Linked DNA regions of Triticum aestivum: region 1 is linked to region 2. The links are chromatin contacts, called in public Hi-C maps. All regions are on one chromosome and are shown on one strand. The core of a region is the stretch at or near the end of the contact, and the rest is flanking DNA. Distances in the headings are between cores, read along the strand shown.

Region 1 (6,139 bases), core at 1,389-3,888, 170 kb before region 2:
AGTGGTTGTTAATTGAAATACATGTGATGTAATGTTTCACATGCAAGTTTCAATTTTGAGGGGTTCATCACATAAGGAATATGTGATGCCAAGTTTTGGTTGCCAGACTCATTCAAAAGAATCTTGCAACTGGAGTCATGGTGTACGAACAATGGATAACCAAGTTCATGTTTAAGTTTGAATGTCAATCCAAACTTGTTGGGCTTTCATGAGTTTGGAATACACACTACGTTGTCTATGTTTCAAGTTCAAAATAATTCATAATTGATTATGGTTAGTTCATAAATTCATTAGTAAACCATTTCATTTTATTTGGTTTATTTAAATGACCTTCAAGTTTCCTTTAGGTTCAAACTAAATTCAATTCATATTTATTACTCTCCTAATTACGAATCCAACATAATTACTAAAGTTTATTTATTCTAATTCAAGTTATTATTTTAACATTGTTCAAGTTTGACCTAAGTCAAGTTTAAATCCAAAGTCACTCACTAAGTTCAGTCAAGTTTAGATCCCTAAAGTCAAGTTTAATCCCAAAAAAATACTAGATTTAATTTAAGTTGCTAAATTCTAATGCAAAAGGATTTGTTCAAACTAAATGGTTTTAAAGTTATATCCAAATTAAGTTCTAATTAATCCTAAACTTTCTAAAGTTGAATAATAATCTAAAATATTTACTAACGTCCATATTTTATTTTCTGAACTATGTTGAAAAATAATCATTTCAATTAAACCCTTTTATTCTAAGCTAATAAGTCAACCAGGTTTAGAACTATTTGAATTATAGTTACTATTAAACTATATTTAAAATTAAATTTTAAATATTTAAATTTGAAATATAGTGAGCTAAGTTGATACTGCATTTCACTAGATTTATTCTGCAAAAATAATCAATTCAATTGGATTTATAAATTGCAAGTTATGCCTATTTGAGTTTAGATTCATTATGTTTGAATTCAGGTTTAAGCTATTCAAATGCCAAATTTTATTAGTCTTGGTGAAAGTACATTTCATAAGGATCATTTTGCAAAAAGAATTATTCAATTTGGATTTATAGAATAAAAGTTATGATAGTTTGAAGTTACAATAGGTTTTCTGTAAAAGTGTCATTTTATCCCGTGATTTAATTTAACTCCATTTTTATTTTGGATAAGGCTTGGCCACATGGCGGCTTGCGATTGGCCGATACCGTTTCACGGTGAGGGGCTCCGTGTGCTGCTGGATCTAGTGGAATCCAGCGGTCCGTGTTTTATTCGAGCTAGGGTTTTGGGGGAGGGAAATTGCTCACCGGAGGGTCGTCGGAGATGAGGCCTATGGCGGTGCACAACTTGGGAGTAGATGGGGACGGCATTCCGATGGTCCTAGGGCGCGGTGAAGGGAACGTACGAGTGCGGCGTGGCACGGCGAAGTTGCAGGTGTCGTCGGCGTGCGTCGAGGGTGACGGAGGCGACGGTTGGGTGCTCGCCGAAGTACTCGTGCGCTGGCAGGGCTTCGTGTGCACACGAACGGCTCAAAATAGGCATCTATGGACGAAAAAAGGACATGGCCATGGGCTCGCTCACTCATGGTGATCGCCGGTGTTCGTCGTCGCGCAACGGAACAGCTCGGCCTTTGTCATTCTTAGGGTTCCAGAGGGCTGTGGGGATGCGATCAATATCTAGGGGCTCGCCGTGACTCCGGGAAGGCGAGGGTCATGTCCACCATGTTTGCCGAGCTCAGGCTCATCTGCTCCCCATGAACACTGAATTCGAAAAAAAATAGCAAATCATTTCAAAAAGTCTAAATTTTTTGGGCATCCAAGATGCTCGGATGCGCTAGTGTGTAAATTTCCATGGTGAAATGACATTTAAAGAGCTCTAGACAAAAAGAAGCAATATCAGTCTTCAAAGTGCCTTTTCCTTTTAACAAAGTTTATTCGGGAGTTGATTATCATTATTTTTGTCTAAAGCTCCTCGAATGCCATTTCACCCGAAATTTATACGTCCCTGGCACATTCAAGCCTTTTGGATGTGAACTTTTTTCATGTATGTTTGCTACTTTTGTTTGAATTTACTTTTCATGGACGGGTGTATGATGAGCCCCAAGCTTCAGCCGCCCTCATATTAGATCTAGATTATCCAATATGTGGGACGATGATGTTTTTCTAAAAGGAGGAAGACCCTTGGCCTCTGCATCTGGATGATGCATGCAACTACTTTATTAATTATTCACACAAGACCTTACAAAGTAATGACAGTAAGATTATAGCCAATGTCTAGGCAACATCTGTCGCTACTTCTATCCAGTTGTTGAAGGGATGCTGATAGTCTGAGCCTAATGTGGGATGATGTTATGCCGGGCTTTATTTTATCATCAGCTATTGTAGACGATTTATTACTCATTTGATGGATCTTTTTCTAATAATAAAGCACGAATTGACTTCGTGGGTTTACCGTCACAATACGCTTCTTCCCGTAAATTTACGCTTTCACTTTGAATTTAAAATACATATGCGAGGTGATACTCGCCCTACCTCGATCACTAGCGAGTATTTTTGGTCCGTCCCGCTATCCCCGTGGGCCTGGCTGTCGTCCCAAGGTGGGCCTGCGCCCGCAAACCTCTGCCTAGCTAGCCCGGTTAATTTGTCGGTCCCTCTCACGATATAGATCCTTGATGGAGTCAAACAAGAATTCTACGCTGCCTTCCCTAACCTCTCCCATAAATATCGATTCAGGCAGAGAAAGGAGGAGAGAGGAGGGGATACATGGAGGCAGAGACAGGAGGAGAGAGGAGGGGATACATGGAGGCAGAGGAGCATCCAAATCGTCAGGTGACACAAAGGTCAGTAAAACAGAACACGCGACCTTTCCTGTACAGTTGGGGCCTGCTTGCTGATCGAGCCAACCTAGTGACTTGCGCGTGATCGTGGCGCCACCGATCTGGCCGGCGCTGGGCGGCGGCCTTGCTAATCGAGCCCATCTGTTGAAATGCATGGGATTCATGGCTCTACTGACGTTCGATTTGGCCGATGTCGACGATGTTCGATCTGCTCGACGTGCTCCGGCAGTCCAGCGCAGTCGATGTCATCGAGGTTCGTACAGTTGGGGCTTGCTTGCTGATTGAGCCAACCTGGTGACTTGCACGTGATCGTGGCGCCACCAATCTGGCCGGCGCTGGGCGGCGGCCTTGCTAATCGAGCCCATCTATTGATATGCATGGGATTCATGGCGCTGGTGACGTTTGATTTGGCCGATGTCAACGATGTTCGATTTGCTCGACGTGCTCCGGCAGTCTAGCGCAGTCAATGTCGTCGAGATTTGACTGGCTCGACGGGCTTCAGATTGTCTTCCCGACCACAACCCACGGGGACTAGACTCTAGAGGCCAGCACCTTCGCAATGTCCGGCCACAAAACATGCATGCAGTGCTGGGTACCTGCCTCGTGCGATCGACAGAGGAGTACTGCGTCGGCCAGGCGGCGTCTTCTTGTGGAGCAGACAAGGGCTCTCGTGTGGGCTTTAGGATGATATTTGGTGCAAATCTGTTATCTGTCCAGCTTCGTTCTAAGATGTCCGAGTTGCAAGTCTCAACATATGCGTGGTTGTGATATCCCTAAAAAAACTGGTTGTGTATACAGGCACGGCTTACTGTCTGTGCATAGCATATAATCGTCATCTTTTTGCACGGAGGACACATACATAAAGCTTCTCACCCCAAGCAGTGTCTAGGTTGATCCAGATCCTGTTGCTGCTGGCTTCGTCCTTGATTATTTTCAACGATGTGCATCTTACTCGACAGGCTATCGTCTTCTATTTTTTTCCCAGCCATCGCTACGAAAGTTGGTACAGAGTACATACCTCACATGCATGTTTGTTTGGTCCATCATCAGTTTGTCGCATAGTCAGGGTGTGCCACGGTCCTCCCGAACTTGGACGTTTGCTCTGCCAATCTGTCACGAAAAATACCATCAATGACTGCTCAGTTGCTATGGCTAAGCACTACTAGCTTTGGTCATCATGGTGACAATCGCTCGACCAAAATACATGGTGACAATGGCAGTGAGTTATTTTCTTGTTGAGTTCAGACCTTCATAAATATGTGGTGCATTAGTTGGTGCATAAATCATGCTAATTGCTGCATCAACATGTTTTGTGTTATCTTACCCCTATCTTTGCAAATTCATCATTAATTAATTCATATATGATTATTTGAGATCATTTATGTCATTGTATTTGTATTTAGGGATTAATGTATCATAACGGCCATACACGATTCCATCATTAATCCTGTTAATATTGATCATGTTTTGGAATATTGGATTGCTTACAAATCTGAAAAATAATTTACCACTGAAACAACTGTAAATGTAGCAAAAGAAAAGTAGAAATACTTAAAATTACAAATGGCCATTCTTGAAAAAACATACATTTTCACATCGGAAACCATCCTACTAAATATTAGTCTCCTTTCAAAGACATAGGTCATAGCAACACTTCTCCTTCAAGATGTGATCTGCGTAAACATGATCAATTGATTTCCTACTTCACCTTAGACTAAGCTATATGTTCATTTATTTTGTACCCGTTGCAACGCACGGGCTCTTTTGCTAATAAAGTTTTATATTCTTTATTTTTGAGTGCATAAAAACAATCAGATGGCCCATCGCCGGCCCAGCCCGGCCAACAATTTGCTGGTCTACCTTTCCACACCACACCACCAATCTCTGTGTCGCTGTCGCCGTTCTCTTCTTTCTTTCTCTTGTGCGTGTCTTTAAAGCCCGACTCGCCTCGCCTCGCCTCGCCTCGCCGTCTCTGCCTCCTCTCCGCGAACCACCACCGCGCCCAGACAGCAGGCCCTCACCGTACTCTACTCCCGGCGGCTTGCAGCTGCTCTCTGCTTGTCGCGCGCTCGGCTCCCGCAACCGCCGCTCAATCTCTTCCCGTGGGACCTGCAGATTCTGTTGTTTGTCTGGCCGGCGTCGTCCGTTTCCCGGGTGCGACAAGAGAATCGGAGGGCCCGCGTGCTCGGAGCTACGAAGGCTTCGCCGCAGCGGAGCCTCGCCTGCATGGAGACTAAGGTTTTCCTCGCTTCCCTGCTCCCTCCTCCAATCTTACATTTCTTCTCCGCTTAGGATGATGCCGTAGCTGTTTGGTGGCGCGTCTCGCGTGCTCGTTGCGGTGCCGTGCTTCGGCCGCGGGCGCTTCCCTTCCGTGATCGCACAGATTTTTAGGTTTGCTTAGCGTGTGTCCGTGCGCGCGCGCCTCGTTGGACAGCCTGGATTTCAGGATTTCGTTAGCGCGGCCCGGGGTTCTCCGCTTCGCTGCTCCATGCCGGGGAAGCCCGTGGCTTTGCTCCCGGCCATGTGCGGGAGGTTCCCCACGAGTTTGATGGGGTGGCTGGCAGTGTATGTTGGTACTGGGCATGAGATTTGAAGAACGCAATGGTGCGTGTCGGGGTCTTGGAAGTACGGATTTGCTCGCCATGGTGGCCCAGATTTGGGTGCTGTGGCGAGCGATTGAGAGTTACGCACCGCCTAGGTTGACGGTAGGTTGTTGTCATTGTTCCCTGCTTGACGCCCGATAAGTAATTGGCAGTGCTACTTGATATTGGGTGGTCCAATCTGCGACGACTGCAGTCTTGCTTATTTTTTGAAGCATTCTACAATTGTGAGTCATGTCCTCCTCAGCAGTGGTTATACAATATGATATGCATTGCCTTTATTTGCTTCCAATTTGGTGTTTACACTCCTTTTTTTTGCCATGTACTCCCTCTGTAAAGAAAATATAAGAGTGTTTAGATCACTACTTTAGTGATCTAAACGCTCTTATATTTGTTTACGGAGGGAGTAAATTGTAATTCGCTCGCACACTAGGTTTTGTTGACTTTTGGAGCTTAGAAGGTCTCAGTTTGATGGTCCATGTTGTCCTGCTTACAGTTGCATTTTATCTTTAATATTATCGCCGGGAGCTTGCCGTGAACAAGCGTTTTGCAAATTATTTTGTGTACCTCTCAAAACTTAACCCCTTTTGTGAAACCATTTCGTCCTCAGTCTTGTGTGAGGTGGATTTGATGAATGTGGGTTACTTTATGGGGCCTAAGTTGAACTCTGGACGTGTGTTACATATTTCCGCCAAAGTTGCTCATCCTGTATGTAGTAAATT
Region 2 (5,685 bases), core at 616-3,115:
TCGCGGGGTAGGTTACGCTATACGATATTACTTGTTACTATACCAGCTACTCTCTTCTATATACTTCAAGATGGAGGCTGCCAGAAGCATAATCTTTCGTAGGACTAGCTTCTCCCCCTTTATTCTGTCATTCTGTAGTTTAGTCCATAGATATTACCCCTTTCATTGATATCAATGCATATGTAGTGTAGATCCTTACTTGCGAGTACTTTGGATGAGTACTTCCGATTGCTTTGCTCCCTCTTTTTCCCCCTTTCCGTTCTTCTCGGATGCTGCAACCAGATGGTGGAGCCCAGGAGATGCCACCGTTGACGATGACAAGAGTAGTTTAGGAGGATCCCAGGCAAGAGGCTTGCGCCTCTTCGATCTGTATCCCCGTTTGTGCTAGCCATCTTATGACAACTTGTTTAACTTATATCTGTACTCAGATATTGTTACTTCCGCTGAATTGTTTATATTCGAGCTTATGTATTCGAGCCCTCGAGGCCCCTGCCTTGTAGTATAAAGCTTGTATGACTTTAATTTGTATTTAGAGTTGTCCTATGATATCTTTCCATGGGTCCCTTATTTTGATCGTACATGTTTGTGTATAATTAGTATATGATTAAATCTAAGGCGTGTGCGATTAAATCTGAGGCGTCACAAATACTTCATAAGAGCGTGTATAATTAATGTACGATTAAATCTAAGGCGTTACAAATACTTCGTAGGAAGTGTAGGACAAGAAACGACAAATTGCCCTGGGTGTGAGCATTGTATTCAAACCTGCCTGTATTATTTCTCAACGACATAGTGGTGTGCATTTGTGTTATCCGATAATCCCAGGATCTGTCGTGTAAAAGAGTTTTCTCACTACTTATTGTTTCGCCATGTACTTTTTTACCTACTAAGAGCATCTCCAATAGCTTGTCTATATAGATGTCTATACTCGTTTTCCACGAGGTGGACCCAAAACAGGCGTTCAACAGCTTGTCTATATGGTCGTCCAAATATACGCATCCTCTAAATCGACCTCGACAATGTCCACGCCTAGACAATATGAAGGCGTTGTCTAAACTCAGCTGTAATCATGATTTCTTCCTCTCCCCGGCAACGGCCCACCTGTCATGGTCCTTGTACATAGACGTTCTGATGCAAAATTAGATGTGTATATGAAGGAATCTTTTTAGACCATTGTCTATATGAATATATAGACATCCAAATATACACATGCTATTGGAGATGCTCTAATAGAGCGGCTATTGCTTATGTGGGGTTCACCATCGCGGATGTTTTTATAGAAAACCACTTGACTTTTATGAAAATAAACACACCGTCCAAAAGTGAGTAAAAGCAATTCGACTGTTTCTCCACAAAGAATTATACGTCGCCTTGTGCTTGTTTGACTAATAATAATCCCACATCGTGAATTTACACCCAATCTAACCAGTTCATATACATACAAACTAATGATTTCAACAAGCGACCAAACTAATCCGCAAGCAGAGGTCAGGAGGATGAGGCAGACACGAATCGATCAAAGAAGGGAACGGGCGGATCTCGACATGGAGAACCAGATCCGGTGGGTAGTGCGAGGCAGAGGCGTCCATGGCGAGCTCCTGCTGAGAGAAGTGAGAAGGAGTAAGGAGAGGAGCGGAGAACGGGCAGGGGGCGTGCTCATCTGCTTGGCTTCCCGGCGGCGCCGGCAGTCACCGGCGCGTGCGGAGGAAGGTGAGGGTCGAGGCCGGCGTGGGGCAGCGGTGGAGGGAGACGAGGGGATCGATGGGGCAATTGTGGGGATAGGTCTCCCTGGCTGCTAGGTTAACGGGAGTAGGTGGGCCGACCTCGAAATGGAAAGTTAGGTTGGGCCCGATGATGTTGGGCTGCGCTGACTGATGGGCTCCCTCTCTTCCTTTTCAATTAAAGCAAGCGTTGGGGAGTCAGGTATGATACATATATGCTCTTCCTCATTCCGGTTTGTTGACTTTTATCTCATTATCCTTTTTGTTTGTTAGTCCTACTTTTATTTCTTTCACTCATCTGTTTAGATTATAAATGCATTAAATTTTGCATGCAATGATTAAAAAAGAATGACCATGCAACATTCCTACTCATTCAGTGGGCATGACATCCATTCACCATGGTTAATGGAGACTAAAACATGATATGTATTTCTTCGACACCTCGGCATGCGCCTACCTGCCTCCCAGGACCTGCCTCCCAGGATGTTGTCATGCCACCGATGGGTGTTTTGATGGACACATTTATTTATTTCCTCGTTGCAACACACGGGCATATGTACTAGTTGGTTATAAAGCGGAGTGAGAGCCTCTTTCAGAGATTTTTTCATTTCTTCTGATATCTCATTTCTTCTGATATCTCCGGACAAGACACAATGTACAGGGGCTGTCCTAGTCCACCGCCTCGGGAGCAACTGCAGTTGATGCATGTCATAAAGATTAGCAAAATTACCATCCCAGCTGACTGAGCCAGCATGGCTGCACTGCGCAGGATATGCGCCCCGTTCTACTGCTTTTCTGCATGTACTCCCTCCGTTCGGATTTAGATGTCGCGACGTTGTTTTTGCGAAAACTCCCTCCATCTATTTCCGACCGAACCCGCGGTCCTCGCCCTCACTCTCTTCTCCGGCTGGCCGCCGCGGTCCGCTCGGTGCTCTCCGCTGGCTCGCCGCCGCGCTGCTGCCGCGCTCTCCTCCCTCCCCCTCCCCTCCCCACCTTCTATCGTGTCGCCGTGCTCTCCTCCTCCATCTTCGGTGGCCTCGCCGCGCTCCTCTCCTCCTTCCCGCGACGACGGAGTTCAAGATTCGACCTTTGAGTTCAAGCCAGCGACGGATTCCATCGATGCGAGGCCTTCACCGCCGCCAAGCTCCTGGCGCCGGTAGCCGCTAGCTTCAGGGGAGACCGCATCCTCTCTCCCTCCCAGATCCTCCTGGTGCCGGTGGATTTCTGCAGGTGAAGCAGCTCGAGGATGCGGTGCAGGAGCTCGTGGCCTCGTACGAGGACTGCGCGTACCTCGCCGAGGCGGTGAAGAATGTGCCCGGGGCGTACCAGCCGTCTGACCAGGTGCGGGCCGTGTTGCTAACTGTCTGCACTCTGTTGGTTTGGGAAGGCGACTGATTTCAGAAAGCTGATCGATACGAAGGTCGAGAAGGTCAAGGGGACTGATTTCAGAAAGCTGATCGTCGGGACACAAGGACCAGCTCATACGGCAGTTCAAAGAGGCTGTTTGGGTATGTGCTTCAGAGACTCTTGTTTCTGATTGTTGAGAAGATTATCTGCAATTGTGTGCTGTAGATGCATTTGCTAGGTGCTGAGTTCCTTAACCAAAGATGCGCACAGAAGCTGTTTAACCAAAGATGCTGAAGAATGTGTCTGTGTGATCCCAAAGTGCCTGGCCTTTTGTGTGCTTGTGCTCTGTCTCTGCAGGAGGTTCACCATGCAGGTCAACCGATGCCTGGTGACGAACAAGAGGAACTTGTTATGACCAGCACCCAGAACAACATCCAAACCTGACAACATCCTAAATATAGTATATGCCCATTGACTATGAAGCCTATAGTTGAGTTGGAAAATCCTGTTCGCTGGTAAGCAGTCAGTGCCTGGTTTTATTTTCATACTCTACGAAATTTCTGTTGTCTTTGTAGTCAGATCTTAATTCAGTTAAATTCAGAGATGCTCCTAAATTCAGTCATGCTCAGAACTTGTTCTTCACTCATGTGTATAGATTGTTGTCGCAGTATATGTTGCTTTACTCTAAAAACATCCGCTTGTTGCATTATACTCCCACAGACAGTAGAAATCTTTTTCATTTCAGAACCTAATGAATGCTATCTTGTTTCAATTTATTCTGGTGGTGTCCTAGAAACATCAATTTATTCTTGCATACAAACGTTGCAGTGTTGAAATGTTTGTGCTGAACTGCATAGAGTACAATTGACAGTAAGTGGAGTGACATGATCAAATACAGTGTTAAGATTCAGCCCTGAATAATTAACATACTCCTGTCATTTTAAGACTCAGCCCTGGACAATTGACAGTTATACTCCTGCCAATTGACAGTAAGTAGAGTGGGATAATCAAACGTTTGTGCTGAATTGCATATAGTATGTTTAATTAAATCATTGAAATTGACAGTGTATAATTAAATCTTAGTTAAATCCTGGATAACTGACACTAAGATTCAGCCTTGTATAGCAGTGACAGTGTAATCTTAATTAAATCTTACAGCATGTACATCAATATTTTAAATAGCGCGCTACAAAATATAGCGAGGCCCTTCTCTAAATGCTACACAAGTTATAGCGCGCTAATAGCGTGCTATATTTCAAAATAGCGTTTACAAAAAAAAATCAAAATATCTACAAATAAAGTATTTAAGCAACTAAATTTTTCATAGGAGCAAGCAATATATGCATCTGATAAAAGGAGTGAGAAAGCTAGTGGGAGAATCTGATAAAAGGAGTGAGAAAGCTAGTGGTCGTGGGTTGGTTTTGGCCTGCTGGGCCTGTTGGGCTGTGCTTATTTCAGTTTTGCATGGTCTGCATGTTATAACGTTATAATGTTACAACGTTATAGCGTGTGTAGCGCGCTAATTACGCGATTAGCGCCGTAGCGTCTGATTTTGCCAAAACGTAACGTCTCCCTTTTAAATATGCTATAACCGCGTTATAACGATGAAATAGCGTGCTATTTAAAATATTGATGTACACCTGTCATTTTAACTGGATTTCTCTGAAATGAAGGCATAATTGCACTGGCCTGTCCTAGATATAACTCATTTTCTAGGTTTACCTTCGGTAACATTTTTCTCTGAAACATTTTTCTTCTACTTTCATTGAGTAACATAAATTAGACCTATCATTGGTGTGATATGCAGGAGTACTTCTTATATTCTGTGTCATCTTTTACTCCAGTTCTTATAGTATTTGGAGTACATTGCCTGGTGTTATACTGCTTGCAGGATTAGCATAGGTTCAAAAATGGGGACTAAAAAACTGTGATTTAATACTCCAATTCAATTCAATTTCATTTTCAAGTTTCAATTTCAGTAGCAGAGGCAGAGGCTAAAAAATCTAGTACTGGTTATTATATGATTTATTCCAATGCTTTCAGTGGGGAATGTTTTTTCAGAGCAAGGAGCAGCAGCAATTTCAGATTCTTTGAGAAAATTTCAGAGCAAGGAGCAGCAGCAGCAACCTGTAACTTCTTCAGAGAAGAACTCGAAGGCAGGGAAGCAGCAGCAGCTCGAGCTCCACCGGCTGCAGGGAGAAGCAGAAGCACGAGCTCGACCGGCTGCAGAAGCAGAAGCAGAAGCATGAGCGCCGCTGTTTTTTGTTTACCGGAGGAGCTACCGTGACGAGCTTCAACGGCGGCAAGCAGCGACCGGATTGGGAGGGGACGGTGGCGATTCAGTTGATTCGTGGCTTTCCGACAAGCGTGGTTCGAGGCGGGCGTAGCTCTCGGCGCGGGGGAGCTCGGACTGGCTCGGGGAGGACTGAGGTCGGCCGTCGGCGTCGAGCTCGTGGGGGCAGCGGCGGTCGTGGTGGGAGGAGATGGCCTCGATTCCGTTGATCCACGGCCGGAGGCAGCGGAGGAGCTTCAGGAGATTTTTGGCAGGGGGATAAGGATCGGGATCAGGCCGGCGGCTGGAGCTCCACTAGCCTGTAGCCTCGCCGGCGGCCGATTC

What was found. Hi-C and Micro-C count contacts between places; a contact is called where the count stands out from the background.
Region 1: a contact with region 2 is called in a Hi-C map of leaf, with 4 times the contacts expected there. The contact joins the promoter of LOC123091973 here to the enhancer-like site in region 2. A contact is called at or near these places in 2 of 5 Hi-C or Micro-C datasets (both in leaf).

The regions. Positions count from the first base shown.
Region 1 is chr4B:273,307,320-273,313,458 of IWGSC CS RefSeq v2.1, reverse strand. LOC123091973 reads left to right here and starts at 2,638. Exons shown (of 4, transcript XM_044513606.1): 1 at 2,638-2,820. The coding sequence starts at 2,653.
Region 2 is chr4B:273,136,556-273,142,240 of IWGSC CS RefSeq v2.1, reverse strand. No RefSeq gene overlaps it. Among protein-coding and RNA genes, the nearest start is that of LOC123091972, 28 kb to the right of the region's middle. Within about 2 kb of position 1,865, at least 6 of the 8 cell types and tissues checked have an H3K27ac peak or open chromatin away from gene starts, as enhancers often do. A contact at or near this core is called in leaf, where this site is marked.